Linked DNA regions of Mus musculus: regions 2, 3 and 4 are each linked to region 1. A link is a contact called in public Hi-C and Micro-C data. All regions are on one chromosome and are shown on one strand. The core of a region is the stretch at or near the end of the contact, and the rest is flanking DNA. Distances in the headings are between cores, read along the strand shown. Region 1 overlaps Prkag2 (protein kinase, AMP-activated, gamma 2 non-catalytic subunit). Region 2 holds the start of Gbx1 (gastrulation brain homeobox 1). Region 3 holds the start of Abcf2 (ATP-binding cassette, sub-family F (GCN20), member 2). Region 4 holds the start of Wdr86 (WD repeat domain 86).

Region 1 (3,707 bases), core at 601-3,100:
GAGGAGCGAACTTACTCCAGTTTATAAAGCCTTAGCCCGTTGGTTCCTGCTCTGTGGCCCTTTGGTCCACATAGGCTGCCCCACTGCCCCGAGTTTGTTCTGCAGGGCAAGCCGGGGCAGGGCCCCCTCAGTCCCGGGAAAGCCCTTGGCGTGTAAATTGTAGACTTGCAGACTCCAAACTGAAGCCTTGAAAACTGGGGTGTACTCCTCCCCTGCACTGCACGAAACCTTCAGCGTTTTATGGGAAAACAGACTTTTATTTGAAAAATAAACTCCCAGTTGCTGGGCTATAAAAGAAGGGCTGTCTGGGTTCCAATGCCGCAGTGGTGTGAAAGGGGCTGAAGTCTTAAGTTAAATAAACTTCTCTGCAAGCTCATTTGAATTTCAAAGGCTGTGAAGGCACACACTCTGATAAAGAGCCACACTCAGAGCAAGCGGGTGGGGGTGGGGGGGATGTCCAGTCCCTCTACTTAGTCTTCCTGGAAGATCTGGAGCACTGTAACCACACACAGCAATGACATTCCTTTGGTGGTCTGTACATCTGACTTCGGTCAAGACTGAGCAAGGAAAGATACTTCTCCATCTCTGGCCAGAGTGCATCTTGCCAGTCCCACTCTCCACACCCTAGCCAGACTCAACTGGCAGGCCTTTCAAACTCATCTCTACGTCTCTGACCATCTGGGGTTGTATTTTCCAGACTGCAATCACTCTCTCCACCCAGATCATAAAAATCAGCGGTCTTATCTGATAAAGCATGCTAAAATCAGAGACAACGAAGAGATTCCAGAGGAAATCCCGTGTCATGAGAAGGGGGTTCTATGCTGGATGACAACATCGTGTGTGTGTGTGTGTGTGTGTGTGTGTGTGTGTGTGTGTTCACAAGGCAGAGGGGGGCAGGGGCAGGGATGGGGAAGGGAATGTGTGTACAGGGGTGTAACTGTGGTATCTGGAGGCCATCATCTCAGCCGTCCTTCAGGCTCCATCCACCTTGCTTTTTGAGACAGTCTCTCACTAAATTAGTTGAGGTTGGCTGGCCAGCAAGTCCTAGAGGTCCTCTGGTCTCCTCCCAGCCTCCTCTCCTCCCAGGCTGCTACCACACTCACCTAGATTTTTTTTACCTTGGTTCTGGGACTTGAACTCAGACTCCCAGCACACAGAACTGAATCACCCCCCAAGCTCTCCAATGTATCTCTTACTGCAAACAGCAGTTAAGAATTCAAACGAGCAGCAGGGAAGCCGCTGGCTTCATTTGCATGACTTGTTCGCAGGTTTTCAAGTATCCCACAGATGCAAATAGCCCAGGGGCCAGGGTGTGTTCTCCATCTTTTGATTTCCACCTGTCTTGCTGAGGGCTGTGTTAATCTGAGGGCTGGAACAGCCTTTGTGTAATCAGAAGAGGTGGAACCCAGGACAGAGATTTTTTTATTCCTTTTTTTTTTCCTAGTGGGACAAAGATAAGGCCCCAAAGCAGTTCCATCAGCAACGTCAGTGTGCTATTAAGACAAGATTCTGTGTATTGCTCAGTGGGGCTGGAGGAGCTGACCCAATGTTTCCATCTCAGGTCCCAGTGCCACTGCCACACCATGCATCATCAGCTGCTACTTGTTTTCATGCTAGCTGTAAAGTCTATCTTAGTCTAAACCTCAGTCAGGACGATTCTGATCTGCAGGAGAAGGGAAAGGAACAAGAGGAGCTGAGTTCTTGGTCTCAGCCCAACAGAGCGCAGAAGGCAACAGGCCTCCAGGTTACAGTGCCTTCCACTGTCAGCCCTGAGGCTAGAGCTCTGCTGTGGGTGGCCCTCCATGCACTAACTGGGACTGGCCGGATGGTGGCGGTAGAGTGGGTGAGACGGGAAGAGCTGAGAGAAGAGTCAAGCCCAGCGCGTGGTTTCCAAAGAGAGGAGCGAGAGAAGCCAGTCAGGAGGCAACAGACTGCAGAGGGATTTGTGGTAAGAGTTCAGCTCACACACAGGAGGACGGCTTAAGCCAAGCATAGTTAAGCAAGAGTTTCTAGAGGAAAACAAGCCTGAAGTGACGTCCCCAGGGAGGCTGGAGCCCATTGGCTTGATGTCAGGTCTGTTTCAGTGGCTCTCGGATGGCCCTCAGTCCCAGCTGTAGTCTGAGCAGCAGCCACACAAGCTTATGCAAAGGGCACACCCTTCCTCTGGCTTTCCCAACCATTCATTTAAAGAGCCCTGGGCTCCACCATTGAGGCCCCACCTTCCTGACCTCACCTGTAGCTAGCTGGCTAGCTCTTTTCCTCAGGACTGGAAAAAAATGCCCTGCATTCTCCTGCCTGGCACGCCATCTTTGGGCTGTCCAGCAGAGCCCTCTCTGACTCCTTCCCATCAGAGAGGCTGCCCCTGACTCCCCTACACCTAGCACCCCGTCACCCTTCTGATTTTCTTCCCAGCACTTGACACAGCATGGTGATGCCTTGGCCACGTATGTCCCGCTTGCCTCCAGGATGGCAGGGATCAGCTTGTTTGCTGTGGCCTGCCCAGTGCCAGAGGTGTGAACCTTCCTTTTGGCCTCCTGATTCTGCTAGGACGAGACACGTGCAGGGACGGTTCCTGCTTTTTTCTCACAGCAGCGCCTGCTCAAGGTTCAGCATGTGAGGCTATAGCACCCCCTAGTGGCCACAGTACCAAAAAGCCAGGAAAAATGTAAGCAACTGATGGGACAGGCCCAGGACAACGGGACCCCAGCTATGCTCTCTCATTTTACACACCCCCACACTGTGTGAGTGAAATTAGATGTAAGAAAAGATCCAGAAAACAAAGGTGGAAAGGAGGCCAGTAGTAAAGGCATCGCTCCTTGAATGTGGTGAAGACTTAGATGGTGCAGTGGCTGCCCCAAGTGGTTAAATGTAGCACAAGACATCTCAGCTCATCTCAGATGACAGGATGAACTTTTTAGGGCTAAGTAGACAACCAACTTGACGAAGTGCTTGCTGTGCATGCATGAGAACTCGAGCTTGATACCCACATGTAGGGTGCACTGCAATCTCAGAGCTCAGAGGGGGGAGATGGGGAACCCCTGGGACTCAATGGCCAACCAGAAACACCACGTGGGAGCTCCAGGCCAATGAAAAGAACCCATCTCAGAAGATGAGGTGGACAATAACTGAAGAATGATATCTAAAGTTTACCTCTGGCCTCCATATGTGTGTATACACACAGACACAGGCATGTACGCACACATGTACACATGCACACACATGTGTCACAGATACATACACGTCACAATAACACATCATACACAAGTCATTCTCACATACATGTACACACATAAGTCAAAGATACATACATGTCACATAAACATGTCACATACAAATCACTTTCACACTCAGATACACATGTAATACACTCAACACATACATCACACATGTCACATAGACACACATACATGCATATGCACACAGACATGTCACACATACACACACACACTCAAAGATGAACTTTTTAAGAGATAAACTAAGGTGGGAGGGGAGGCTCAGAGAACCCAGAAGTGTGTAAGAGGAGACTTGGGCCTAATGTCTTCCCCTCTACAAGTCTAGCTGATGAGTTTGCCTGGCTAGTCCCTTCACCAAAGGACTTTGCCCAGCCAGCTGATATACTTACCAAGGCCTCCTGATCTCTGCCTGGATACTTGTCTGGCTCCACCCAGTGTCTTGTGTGAGAGAGCAGAGCACGGCCTCCATATCAG
Region 2 (3,707 bases), core at 866-3,365, 480 kb before region 1:
CTCAGTTCCACCTGTGGGTTCCTTCTGCCTCCCTCCAGCTCTGGGCTTTCTTATGTGTGCCTGGTTTTGTCTCCTGCCCTGTGACCTCCACAGCATCTTTTCAGTATCAAGCCCTTCTGAACTATCCCAATCCTTCCTTCTTAGGAACCTCCTGCCGGTTTCCGTCCTCCAAGCTCTGCCCTGCCCTCTGGTCTGAAGATCCTGTCTCCTAACTCTGGGAGCTCTAGTCTGCTAAGGAGATGCTGCTCTGACTTCCGATTCTCTTGGGCCAACCAGTTTGGAAAAGGAATTAGCAGAAGAATCCCCACAGCCAAAACGTCCAGAACCAAATTAGAAAAAAAAAAAAAAATAGAAGGCAGGCTTCTTGACAGCCGCTGGCATCTGAGAGTGAGCAGCGCTGAGGGCAGTTTCACAGCAGGGACATCAGGAATGGCCCGTCCTAGCCAATGATTCTTGGACCCTCTTCTTGCCTCTGCTATAGTCAGCCTCCAAATCCTTCTGGTCCTTCCCATCCCAACCTAAGTGCCATGGACTGAGAAGCAGAAATGGGCTCGTCTTAGTGTGAAGGAAGTTCCAGCCCTCTACCCTTGCACGGGCTAGCTTTCTTAATTAGAACTCACCAGATTGCAGAAACCTTGATCTCGGCACACCTGGCTCTTCCAGGCTAGGAAACCGCTCTAGAGTAGATACTGAGGTCAGGACAAGAGGGCTTCAAGGGAATGGAGTCTGATTGGGTTCGTTTACTACACCCTGTTTCTGTGGAGAAGGCATCCTCCCGGGGAGAGCTCAGGGCTCTTAAATGATGGCTCAGCTGAATCTTAGCAGGATTCTCAACTCCCAAGTCTTTATGCCACACCCAGTTCTGCCAGCCTTTAGCATTTCCAGTCCTGGCCAGCCCTGGTCCAGCACCCTCCCTGGTTCTCCAGTTTTGAGAGCGACCTCTGCTAAGGTGAAGGAAGCCACAGGCTCACCAGGCCCTGCATCCAGAAAGCCCATTCCCATCGTTGAGTGTTGAGGGGTCGATTCAGACCGTGTCCCCACATACTAAGCTGACAGTTACCCTAACATGCTGTCACCCTAGGGTCCTGCTGAGGCCCTCAAGAATACAACCTTTGAGAGGAGAAAAAACGAAGGGATTCTGAAAAAGAGATGGGGCGAGGTTTGTGGACTATAATGCCTTGAGAAACGTACTGCCGGTGAGACTTCAGGCGCTCCGGGGCAAGAGCAGGGCTTTGGGACCTGGAGATGTCCACTACTGAACACCGCGTACGATCTGGAGTCCGGCACTCCAGGGCTCCAAGCAGATGGCGGGAGTTTTGGACCGGTCTCGGATCTGGGACTTCCTGACGGTCAAACCCGTGTCGGTCCCAGCACTTACCCGGTAGACTCGGGAAAGTCTCAGAGAAGTGCGGAGGCGGGGGCGGCGGAGGTTCAGTCACTTTCTCGCGCGCGGGCAGCAGCTCCTCAGCGTCCAGCGCTCCGTCAGTGCGCCGGGCCGCGGGCTCCGGGTTGCTTCGCGAGGCGGTGGAGGCGGCGGCGGCGGCGAGCTCCGGGGGCCCGTAGTAGGCGTCCGGGGGCTCTGCGAAGCTGGGCAGCGCAGTGGTCAGCGCCACCATCGAGGGCACCGCCTGGCCCAGCCCCGCGCAGAAGGTATTGCTCAGGCGGCCGGCGAACGAGGCGAGCGGGGCGAGCGGCGGCAGGCCGGCGGGCAGCGGCGCGGGGGCCAGCGCCTGCGGCAACACGAGCGGCCGGTAGGGCATGAACATGGGGTAGCCGGTGTAGAGCAGGTGGCCCGAGCGCGGCGGCGGCGGCCCGATGAGCGAGTCGATGGAGAAGGCGGCGCCGGGGCCGCCGCTGCTCCCGCCGCTGCCCCCGGGGGCGCCGCCGCCTGCCGCTCTCTGCATGGCGCTGCCCGGGCCCCGCCGTGCGCCCCGCGCGGACACGCAGGGCTCGCTGCGGGCGCGCGGGCCGAGGTGGCGGCGGGGCGCGGGCTCGGCGCAGTGTGGCTCCGGCGCCGCGCTCTCTCGCTCATAAGGAGGGAGGGGGCGGGCGGGCGGGTTGGGGGTGTCGCCCTCCGGACTCATCCATCTTCCTCAAATTACGCTTCACTTGCTCCCTCCGCCCGCCGCCGCTCCCGGCTCCCGCGCCCCGCGCCCCGCGCCTTTTCAGTGGCCCGGCCGGCCCGGGACCCCGCCCGCCCCCCGCGGCCCAACCAACTATTATTAATGCAGATTGATGAGGCCGGACCCGCGGCTTTGTGAAAGTTTGCGGCGGGCGAGGAGGCGGCGGCGGCAGCTGGCTAGGTCCTCTCCCCGCGCCCGGACGTGCTCCCGGCTCAGCCCACGCGGCCCGGGCTCGGCGCGGCTCGAAGGGCGAGAGGAGCGCGGCAGGGCGGGGCGGGGGTGCGCAGGACGCCAGGAGCGACTCGGGGCGCACCGAGTGGCGATCCCTAGGAGCCCCGATGCGGCGCGGGGCAGCAGGGGGCGCGCTCTCCGCCCAGGGCCCCGTGCGCGCCCGGGGCCACTCGTGGGCGACCGCTTTCCTACTGTCTTCCCAGTGCCTTCGCACTCTCTGCCTGGGACTCGGTTCTCTAAGCTCTGGCTCTCGCTCCCTCTCCCTCATTTCTCCTCCATCTCCAACTTCTCGCTTATGCGGGAATTCCTGGGTGCCCACACAGGGCCAAGTACTTACCCTTCCCCCTCCTTCACCTTTCCCCATCCACCTCTCTCCCACCCTTTCCATTCTTTTTCTTCCTCTCACTTTCCTCTCTTTTAGCCGCCTTTAAAATTCCTATTCCTCTCTTTTTGATTCTCTATCCCAGTCTATTTTCTCATTCCCTGCTCTCTCTCTCTCTCTCTCTCTCTCTCTCTCTCTCTCTCTCTCTCTCTCTCTCTCTCTCTCTCTCTCTCTCTCTCTCCCCATTAATTTCCCTGATTGGCTCCCTGGCTCCAGCGCGTCTGATGAGCCCTATTCATTCTCGGGCCTGACACTCTCGACCTGCCCTGGCTGATTGCTGGGGGCTGGCCCTAGGAGCGCTGATGAGCCCCAAGGGTCAGCAGCGCTAATTATCTGCTAATTGCAGATGACTCTGCTCACCTCCCCCATTCCGCCTTGACTGTCCCCCTCCTCTGATTCCCAGCAACAGACTTGTCGTTCTAGAGGCAAAAGTCATTGGCTTTTGGCTGCATAAGCACCTCAGGTCAGAGAGTGAGAACAAGACAAGCAAGAAGAGAGGCTCAAAGTTGCAAATGGAGAGCAAGCCTGTCCAGCAAAAGTGCAGCCTTTGGACTAGGGAACTATTCAGGTGCGGTCAGGAAGAGCCTCACAGTCTAAAGGAGCAATAGCAAAGCCAGACAAATTCAACAGGATGTAGTTTAGGCGTGCGAGTGGTCCTATTTAGATATAGAGGAAAACCTACTGAGCTCCCAAAGAGGACAGAGCTGGGCTGAAGGGACTGCTGGGTCTCTGACATTTGTCCCAAGCAGAAGTATTTTATTAGCTAATGAGCAGAGCTATTGTCACAGTGATGTCAGCAGGGTAGCACTAAGGCAGGATTAAGTAAGATAAGGCTTGAACTGGTTTTGTGGTAACTCTTGCTGATATTCAGAAGCAGGAAGATCAGAAATTTAAGGTCATCTTCAGCTACCTAGGGAGTTCTAGGCCAGTCTGAACCTGGGACCAGGCCACCCTGGGGTACACAGTGAGAC
Region 3 (3,707 bases), core at 901-3,400, 430 kb before region 1:
TTGATGCCTGGTGTAGTGGCCCATGCCTTTAATTCCAGCACTCCAGAGGAAGAAGCAGGAGAATTTCTGAGTTCAAGGCCAGCTGGTCTACAAAGCAAGTTCCAGGACAGCCAGGGTGGTTACAGAGAAACTGTCTTGAAAAACAAAACAAAAGTCCTTGCCTGACTTCCCTCAAAAATGGACCTGGGAAGCTGGGTAGTGGTGGTGGCGCACGCCTTTAATCCCAGCACTCGGGAGGCAGAGGCAGGTGGATTTCTGAGTTTGAGGCCATCCTGGTCTACAAAGTGAGTTCCAGGACAGCCAGGGCTGTCTCGAAAAAAAAAAACAAAAACAACAAAAAAAGGACCTGGGAATATAAGAAGAAATGAACTTTTTCCTCTCAAGTTAATTTTAGTCAGAGTGTTCTGTCAGAGCAAGAGAGAAAGAAATAATAAAATAAATTTTCTGAGAGCAAACTATGTTTACAGTGTGAGTGAGTAGCTTATTTAATATGGAAAAATGCTACAATAAATCCCCTAAACCTAAGTAACAAAACCATAAATATATTATCAGAAAAATTACATGAAGATATATAACAATATGTTACACATTACTCATTGGTATAATCACTATCCCTGTGACATTAAGAGTACCATATGAGCCAGGGATGGTGGCTCACACCTTTAATCCCGGCAGCTAGGAGGCAGGGGCAGGTGGATCTCTCTATGATTTCAAGCAAGTCTAGTCTACAGAGTTCCAGGACAGCCAGGGTTACACAGAGAAACCCTTCTATCTCCAAACATCTGCCTCCCCCCCCAGAAAAGACAGCACCATATGGTAGAGCCTGTATACTCACCACCATAGGTAGGAAGAAAAACAGGAAATAGTACAAGTTGCCTTCCCTTTTATTGTCTACTGCAGCACCAACCAAGGTAGATCAAAAACTCCCATCTGTGTTTGCCACTTGAATTCAGTTTCCTTCATCAGTAACAAGTTTTAACTCTATGGGTGTGGGTGTCACCAAAAAGTTTCATGGCATATAAAGACATGTGTCTGTGGGTGCTTTACTCTGTTTAAAAAGATGGGGATGTGAGGACAGCCTGGCCTCAAACCTTCATCTTTTTACCTTAGCCTCCCAAATGCTGGAATTAAAGGCCTATGCATCTGCATCCAGATTCTGATCTTGGCTTCGAAAACCAGCTCAGGAAACTCACCCAACCTACCTCCATCTCCTGTGGTCTCTCTGCCATTGGCCTCCTCGATTTTCTCTTCTGCCACCTGAGGTTCTGTGACAGCATCTCCATTTTCTTCATGTCCCTTTCTGGGTCGCTGTCGGGCTTTGGCAGCCTCCTTCTTTTTGGCTGCCTTCTTCTTGGCCAGGTCGGAAGGCATGGTGATGAGCCACAGGGGTAGTTACAGTCCTTTCAGGAGTCTGAAGAAAAGCAAACAGATACTCCAAAATTCTAAACTTACAGGTAAGAATGTCTGAGTGCTATCCCATCCCTCCTTGGAATTTTCCTATCAAGCCTGTGGTGCCCAACTCTTGTCCCCGCCAACTTTGTCCGGGCTTCTCACACTCTCTCGACCGCTCCTCCAGCCTCATCTCCTCCCTTGGGGTTCGCGCGCCAATCCCCACCGCCGGCTTCACTCGGATGCGCTCTTCCCCCAGGGCCTTAGTGAGGGACCGCTCTGCCCCTCGTCTCCAGTTTCCGAACTTGGCGCTCGCGCACCTCTGCCAGCCGCCTCCTTTTCGGTTCTTCGCCAGGAGTTCGTCCCGGACCTCCCTTCCGTCCCTCTCATCCACCCCACCGACTGCGGCGCGGTTTCTCTCCCGGAACCACGAGTCCTCCCCAGCGGGTCCCTAAGGGTCTCTGCGCTCGCTGCCCCTAACCTCCCCCACACCCCGCTCGCCGGCGTCTCTGCCTGGGCCAGTTCTTTTCCCTTTCGGCCCTTTCCATTCCGACCCTGAGCTCCCTTCCGCTTCTCCTCCCGCTTCCTGCTCACGGGTCCACACTCTCCTCCCCTCCGGCGCCCCTTCCCCCTCAACTCACGGGGCCTCGCCGCTCGGCCTCTGTCGCAACAGAGCTGCTCCTTGAGCTCCTCCGCGTGCGGCCGGCTCCCCAACCAATCACGGCCCCGGGCGGCCCTTGGCGCGCTGCCGCGAGGGCTTCTGGAAAATGTAGTTCTCAAATCGTAAGAACTTAGGGCGGGACTCTCCTCCGGAACTACCACGATTCCCAGGTGTTGCGCCGTTCTAGTGACGGCATCAGAACGCGCGATGATTCTGGTTGGGGGAGGATTAGAGTCCAAGAGGCCCGTCCTACCAAGCCGGTTTGAAGAACTGAAAACTGCAAATCCCAGATTGCTCCTCGGAGAGGTGGGCTGGTCTCCCAAAGGATACCCCACCCCTAGCAGATAAATTTACCAGGCTGCTCTACTGGTTTAACCAGCAGGAAGTGCGACTAAGCTTCCCGGCCAGCGTCCTAAGAGTGCGAGACCAAACAATGAGAGAAGAGAGTTAGAAGGTGGAGGGGAAAGAAGAGCGAGTTGCTGCTGGGCAGGTGGCTCTGAAAGTGAGGTAACCCTTTGTAGACCACGCCAACAGAACTCTGTTCGAGAAAGGCATCCTCGTCTCATGGAACCGAAATTGAGAGCCTCGTCCATCGCTAACGAAACTTTTTGAAAGTGCCAGACGCTGTGCTGAACCTTGGTATCTTAGTCAAGAGTTTCTGGGTTCCACCAGAGCCATGCGAATGTGGTGGAAAAATCTAAAGTATAGGACCACTTTGCTGAGTTTAGCTCTATGGACACTTAGTTGTGACTTGTTTCATTTCCTTTGAGTCTCACTGTCTAAAATCTAAAGCAGACTTAGTGTTAGGAACATTATAAACTAGATCTGTAGCCTCATACACAAAACAACTCTACGACCCTTGCTTGCTACCTGTCCAGGGTCCTGTCCACTGGTGTGTCATCACTGATGACACAGAAGGAAGCAAACTTAGTGCCCCTGAGTGCATTCTCAGAAAGTGACCCCCTTTTCCTCTAAGGTCACCATGTTGCCAAGCTAAATAGAAATTAGGCGTGAAGATCATTGAGGGTGGACATCACAAGTAGCTTCAGAGCCTGCCCCCTGTGTCTTTGGCAGCACACTAATTTTAAGATGAAAACGGGCTAAAGAGATGGCTCAGCAGTTAAGAGCACTGACTGCTCTACTAGAGATCCTGAGTTCAATTCCCAGCAACCACATGGTGGCTCACAACCATCTGTAATGAGATCTGATGCCCTCTTCTGGTGTGTCTGAAGACAGCTACAGTGTACTCATACACATAGATAAATAAATGAAAGAAAAGGGAGGAAGGTAAAAGGAGGCTTTGTAACACACACACACACACACAGCTTTAAAAAAAAAAAAAAAGAAAAAAGAAAAGAAAAAGGAAATCCAAATGGGCCTGCCAATCGCCTAAACAGGAAACTGCGGCTGCTAAGGAAGTTGTCTGTTTCAGAAACGAAGCACTAGTATAAAACCCATGTGACCATTGTCCATTCCCACCAATGAGAAACATTTTCTTGGTCCATTGTCCACCTCTGCCTTTGAGGGTGTCCTCATTTTACTCTATGGTAAACTCTGTCTTCATTACTCAGTGCCTCATTGGAATTTATTCAACAGAGATGGCAATGACTGGAAAGCCTAAGGGAGTCTGAATAAGATCCCTGTAAGACACAAAACA
Region 4 (3,707 bases), core at 891-3,390, 280 kb before region 1:
ACCTCAGGAACCTCAGTTAAGAAAATCCATCCATAAGATTGAGCTGTCGGAACACTTGGAGGACATTTTCTTAATTAGTGATTGATGGGGGAGGGCCCAGACTATTTTGGGAGGTGCCATCCTGGGCTGGAGGTCCTGGGTGCTATAAGAAAGCAGGTTGAGCAAGCCATAATAAGCAAGCCAGTAAGCAGCACCCTTCGTGGCCTCTGCATCAGCTCCTGCCTCCAGGTTCCTGCTCTGTTTGAGTTCCAGTCCTGACTACCTTTAGTGATAAAAGTTTCCTCCCAAGCTTGCATTTGGCTGTGGATGCTTAATTGTAGCATCGGTAACCCTGGCTAAGACAGTGAGTTTGAGACCTGAGGGTGATAGGAACTCTGTCTTAAGAAACCAAAATCAAGCCGGGCGGTGGCGGCGCACACCTGTAATCCCAGCACTTGGGAGGCAGAGGCAGGTGGATTTCTGAGTTCGAGGCCAGCCTGGTCTACAAAGTGAGTTCGAGGCCAGCCTGGTCTACAAAGTGAGTTCCAGGTCAGCCAGGACTACACAGAGAAACCCTGTCTCGAAAAACCAAAAAAAAAAAAAAAAAAAGAAAAAGAAAAAGAAACCAAAATCAAACAAACGGCCAATTCTAAGGTTCTCCTTGGGAGAATCCTTAGAGCTAGCCCTAAGAACCCGAACTCCTGAAAACCCCAGACAGTCTTTCCTTGGGAAGCAACATATTTTACTTAAGCTAACAGCTCTCCTCCTGTGTGAGGCCTGTCAGTGAACACTGGTTGTGTGTGGAGGTTAGAATATGGACCACTTTGTAGCCAATTCCCCATCTTCACACCAGCTCCCAAATACCTGTCAATTCAATGTTCCTCCCTTTGGAGCCATGAACTACCTTATACTGTTTTCACTTCAAACTGATAGCGTAGGAATGAAGCAGTTTTGAAGGTAACTGTTTCACTGGAAGGGCTTGGGCCAGGCCACCCAGCATTTGCTGATCAGGGAGGAAAAGCTGAAGATAAGGAGCGGTACCTGTGCAAAAACCTTGGCATGCCTCCTCTAGTCCGCATGTGCGACTGCAAAGGCCAGCAGCCGGCCAGGGGCACCCCATAATGCAGGGTGGGAGCACCCAAGACAAGGCTGGCCAGAGTGAACAGAATATGAATCAACAGGTGGATACGAAAGACACATTATGCATTTCCGTGCATGATAGTTCTCGTTTCATTTCAAATATGCAAGATAGACTTCCCTATTCCCCAGAAGTTTGAACCAATCCTCTTTCTTCTGGCCATACTTGAAATGAGGCCAACAAGGAGCTTGGGGGTGGGGAGGAGTGGGGGTTCAAGTCTCAAGGGTGCCCTTCAGCCCTGGGCAAGTCCCTAACATGGTAACACCGGTTCCGTGTAAGGATTTCATGGGACTGGTTGACAAAAGGATCTTTCATTGGGGTGCGCGCTTTGGTGCGACCCACACACTCGGGCTCCTCACGGCTTCCCGCCAAGAGCTCAAGGGCTGGGGGAGCTCCTGGATGAGCAGGAGCTAGAGCCCTACTCTTCCAGAAGGGGGCTGCGGGGCCCGGAAGAGTGAGGTCTGGGTGCGGTGCAGGTGAGCGTGAAGAGGCGGGAAAGGTCGCGAGCACGCGCGCCCATCTACCTTGAAGGAGCGCGCAGCACTGGCCGTCCACGGTGCTCCAGAGGCGGGCTGTGCCGTCCTCGCTGCCCGTCAGCAGGCGCTGCCCGTCGGGGCTCAGGCTCAGCCAGTTGATGCCCCCGCGGTGGTCCGCACAGACCCTCAGAGCCGACCCGCTGCTCCCCATCGCTGGCCTGGGGTAAAGAGGCGCTGAGCCCGGCTAGAGAGCGGCGCTCCAGCGTCCGCTCGTGGTCCTGGCCGGGCTCGGCCAGGCAATGGCCATCGTGGGGGGTGGGAGAGCGCCTCGTTCCTGCAAAGGCTCGAGGTGCGGCGGGGAACAAGGATTATGACTCTCCACCGGTGTCCTCCGCTCTCTCAGCTCCGATGCAAGGACCCAGGTGAGACCTCCCCTACTCAGAACCTTCTCGGGGCTCAGGAGGGGTGGGCGCTTCTGCGCAGAGGAGCCCACCAGGTCTGAAGCCGGTAGAAGAACCCGAGAAGCGGAGCGCGGAACAATACAATCCAGCCTGGCTCCTCCTCAGAGACCACCCCCCAACCTGTCCCCTCCCACTTTTCGGGCCGCGCGCCAACCCCCACCCCAAGACTCCCTGGTCGTCCTCCGGGAACAGAACTTAGAAGCTATCCGGGTCCCTCGTTGGGGACCGTTTCCACGTGCTTCATGTACGACCCTTCCAACTGCCTAGGCTGGATTCTGTTCCCTGTCACTCTCGCTGACCTTGTCCCCAGAGCCCAAGGCAAGAAGGAGGTGGACCGAAGAGTCTGGAGTCTTAGGAGACCCCCGATGAAGGGCAGAAGCTGCGGAACCCCGAGTACGCCCTTTCTGGGAAATAACAAGCACACCCCAAATTCTACTTGGGCCAGGCTGGATCCTGGCCGTTGGGGGTTGGAGGTAAGACCAGAGGTCAGGTTCGCCCTTCCACCCATCACCACCCCACCCCCAGCTGGGCGCGCGCCTTTGAGGTCCCACTGAGCTCTGCAGGAATCCTATACCCAGCCCGCAGCCCTCCCGGAGCTCAGTCGGCTGGTTCCTATTAGAGCAGTTCCGGGTGCTGACTTTGCTGGGGGCGGGGAGGGTGACCCCCAACTCTGATCCTCCAGGTCCTAAAGATCGCAGAGTTTCTCGAACCCTCCAGGGCTCTTTTTGGAGTCCAGAAAGAAAGGCTGGAAAGAGATGGTTTAGAGGAGGCGGCCCTCGGGGTGATGTGATGACCTGCCTTAATCACTCTGGATGACCCCATTCAATTCCAAGAAAACCCCAGAATGGGTCCCGCGGCACAGCCGGCTTCATTCCCCGAGTGGCAGTGGCGCAACCAAATACATGGGCTTTTTTCTTTCTCCAAACTCTCAATCAGCTTAGGAGACACTGAGGAGCCAGCTGAGGGTGTTAAGGAGTGTTTTGATGGGATCTGGAATGTGGAGCTGGTGAGTACAGGAAGGGTAGAGGACTCAGGAGCCAGAGTGCCCACTAAGGGCCCATCCTGAGTTCATCTGGTACGCTGACCTTTAGAAGGCATTTGCATCATCCCGGTGCGAAGACTGGTGGGTAGCTGGCTGCACAGGAGAGCTCAGCGGGAGTAGGAGTGTGTGAGCAGTGGGCACCCTAGAGCAAGCGTCCTGCATGCTGAGGTGTGGGATAAGGAAACTGAGACTGCTCACCTAGAGAGGAGCCAGAGGATGCAGGGACCTGCATTCTCAGGAGGAAGACTTGTAAAAGATTTTAGGGAACAGCCAGGACTAGGTGGCATGAACACATTCACAGCCTCGAAGAGCTTGGCCAGCAGTGGGTCAGGTAGGGCAGCTACATTTCCAAGGGGTCACGTGGTATGTGTTATGAATATAATGCAGCGGCAGGAGTAGGGGGTCCCTGGCAGTCTCATACCAAAGTGTACCCCTGAGAAAACACACTACGAGACAGACATGGTATAAGAGAGGTTTATTTAGGAGGAGGCGAGGGGAGCTAGGACCTGGAGGAGGGGTAGAGGCAGACAGAGCCACAAGGCAGAGAAGTGGAGACAAAGGACAGAAAGAGAGGCCAGCAGGGAACACATGGGAAGAGAGAAAGAGCGGGG

The links. Hi-C and Micro-C count contacts between places; a contact is called where the count stands out from the background.
Region 2: a contact with region 1 is called in a Micro-C map of embryonic stem cells, with 4 times the contacts expected there. The contact joins the promoter of Gbx1 here to the enhancer-like site in region 1. A contact is called at or near these places in 2 of 39 promoter capture datasets (pre-B cells and stem cell-derived epiblast-like cells), 1 of 15 datasets of contacts at CTCF or cohesin (embryonic stem cells), 5 of 484 Hi-C or Micro-C datasets (all in embryonic stem cells) and 2 of 115 datasets of contacts at active chromatin or transcription factors (both in embryonic stem cells).
Region 3: a Hi-C map of reprogramming fibroblasts shows a contact between it and region 1, with 9 times the contacts expected there. The contact joins the promoter of Abcf2 here to the enhancer-like site in region 1. A contact is called at or near these places in 3 of 39 promoter capture datasets (the C10 cell line, embryonic stem cells and pre-B cells), 1 of 484 Hi-C or Micro-C datasets (reprogramming fibroblasts), 1 of 115 datasets of contacts at active chromatin or transcription factors (memory CD8 T cells) and 1 of 9 other capture datasets (liver).
Region 4: a Hi-C map of embryonic stem cells shows a contact between it and region 1, with 3 times the contacts expected there. The contact joins the promoter of Wdr86 here to the enhancer-like site in region 1. A contact is called at or near these places in 2 of 39 promoter capture datasets (neural stem cells and pre-B cells), 2 of 15 datasets of contacts at CTCF or cohesin (embryonic stem cells and large pre-B cells), 11 of 484 Hi-C or Micro-C datasets (cardiomyocytes, cerebral cortex, embryonic fibroblasts and 4 more) and 9 of 115 datasets of contacts at active chromatin or transcription factors (embryonic basal ganglia, embryonic limb bud, embryonic stem cells and 2 more).

What each region holds. Positions count from the first base shown.
Region 1 is chr5:25,008,706-25,012,412 of GRCm38.p6, forward strand. All of the region lies in intron 3 of Prkag2 (protein kinase, AMP-activated, gamma 2 non-catalytic subunit), which reads right to left. Among named protein-coding and RNA genes, the nearest start is that of 1500035N22Rik, 25 kb to the left of the region's middle. Within about 2 kb of position 1,851, at least 106 of the 459 cell types and tissues checked have an H3K27ac peak or open chromatin away from gene starts, as enhancers often do. A contact at or near this core is called in cerebral cortex, embryonic stem cells, neural stem cells and 2 more, where this site is marked.
Region 2 is chr5:24,524,733-24,528,439 of GRCm38.p6, forward strand. It overlaps Gbx1 (gastrulation brain homeobox 1), which reads right to left and starts at 2,116. Exons shown (of 2, transcript NM_015739.2): 1 at 1,379-2,116. The coding sequence starts at 2,084.
Region 3 is chr5:24,575,317-24,579,023 of GRCm38.p6, forward strand. Abcf2 (ATP-binding cassette, sub-family F (GCN20), member 2) reads right to left here and starts at 2,151. Exons shown (of 14, transcript NM_013853.2): 1 at 2,031-2,151; 2 at 1,203-1,411. The coding sequence starts at 1,371.
Region 4 is chr5:24,728,540-24,732,246 of GRCm38.p6, forward strand. It overlaps Wdr86 (WD repeat domain 86), which reads right to left and starts at 2,141. Exons shown (of 6, transcript NM_001081441.1): 1 at 1,642-2,141. The coding sequence starts at 1,804. Gm42231 (a long non-coding RNA gene) reads left to right here and starts at 2,451. Exons shown (of 2, transcript XR_880885.3): 1 at 2,451-2,527. RefSeq lists an enhancer at 2,015-3,304.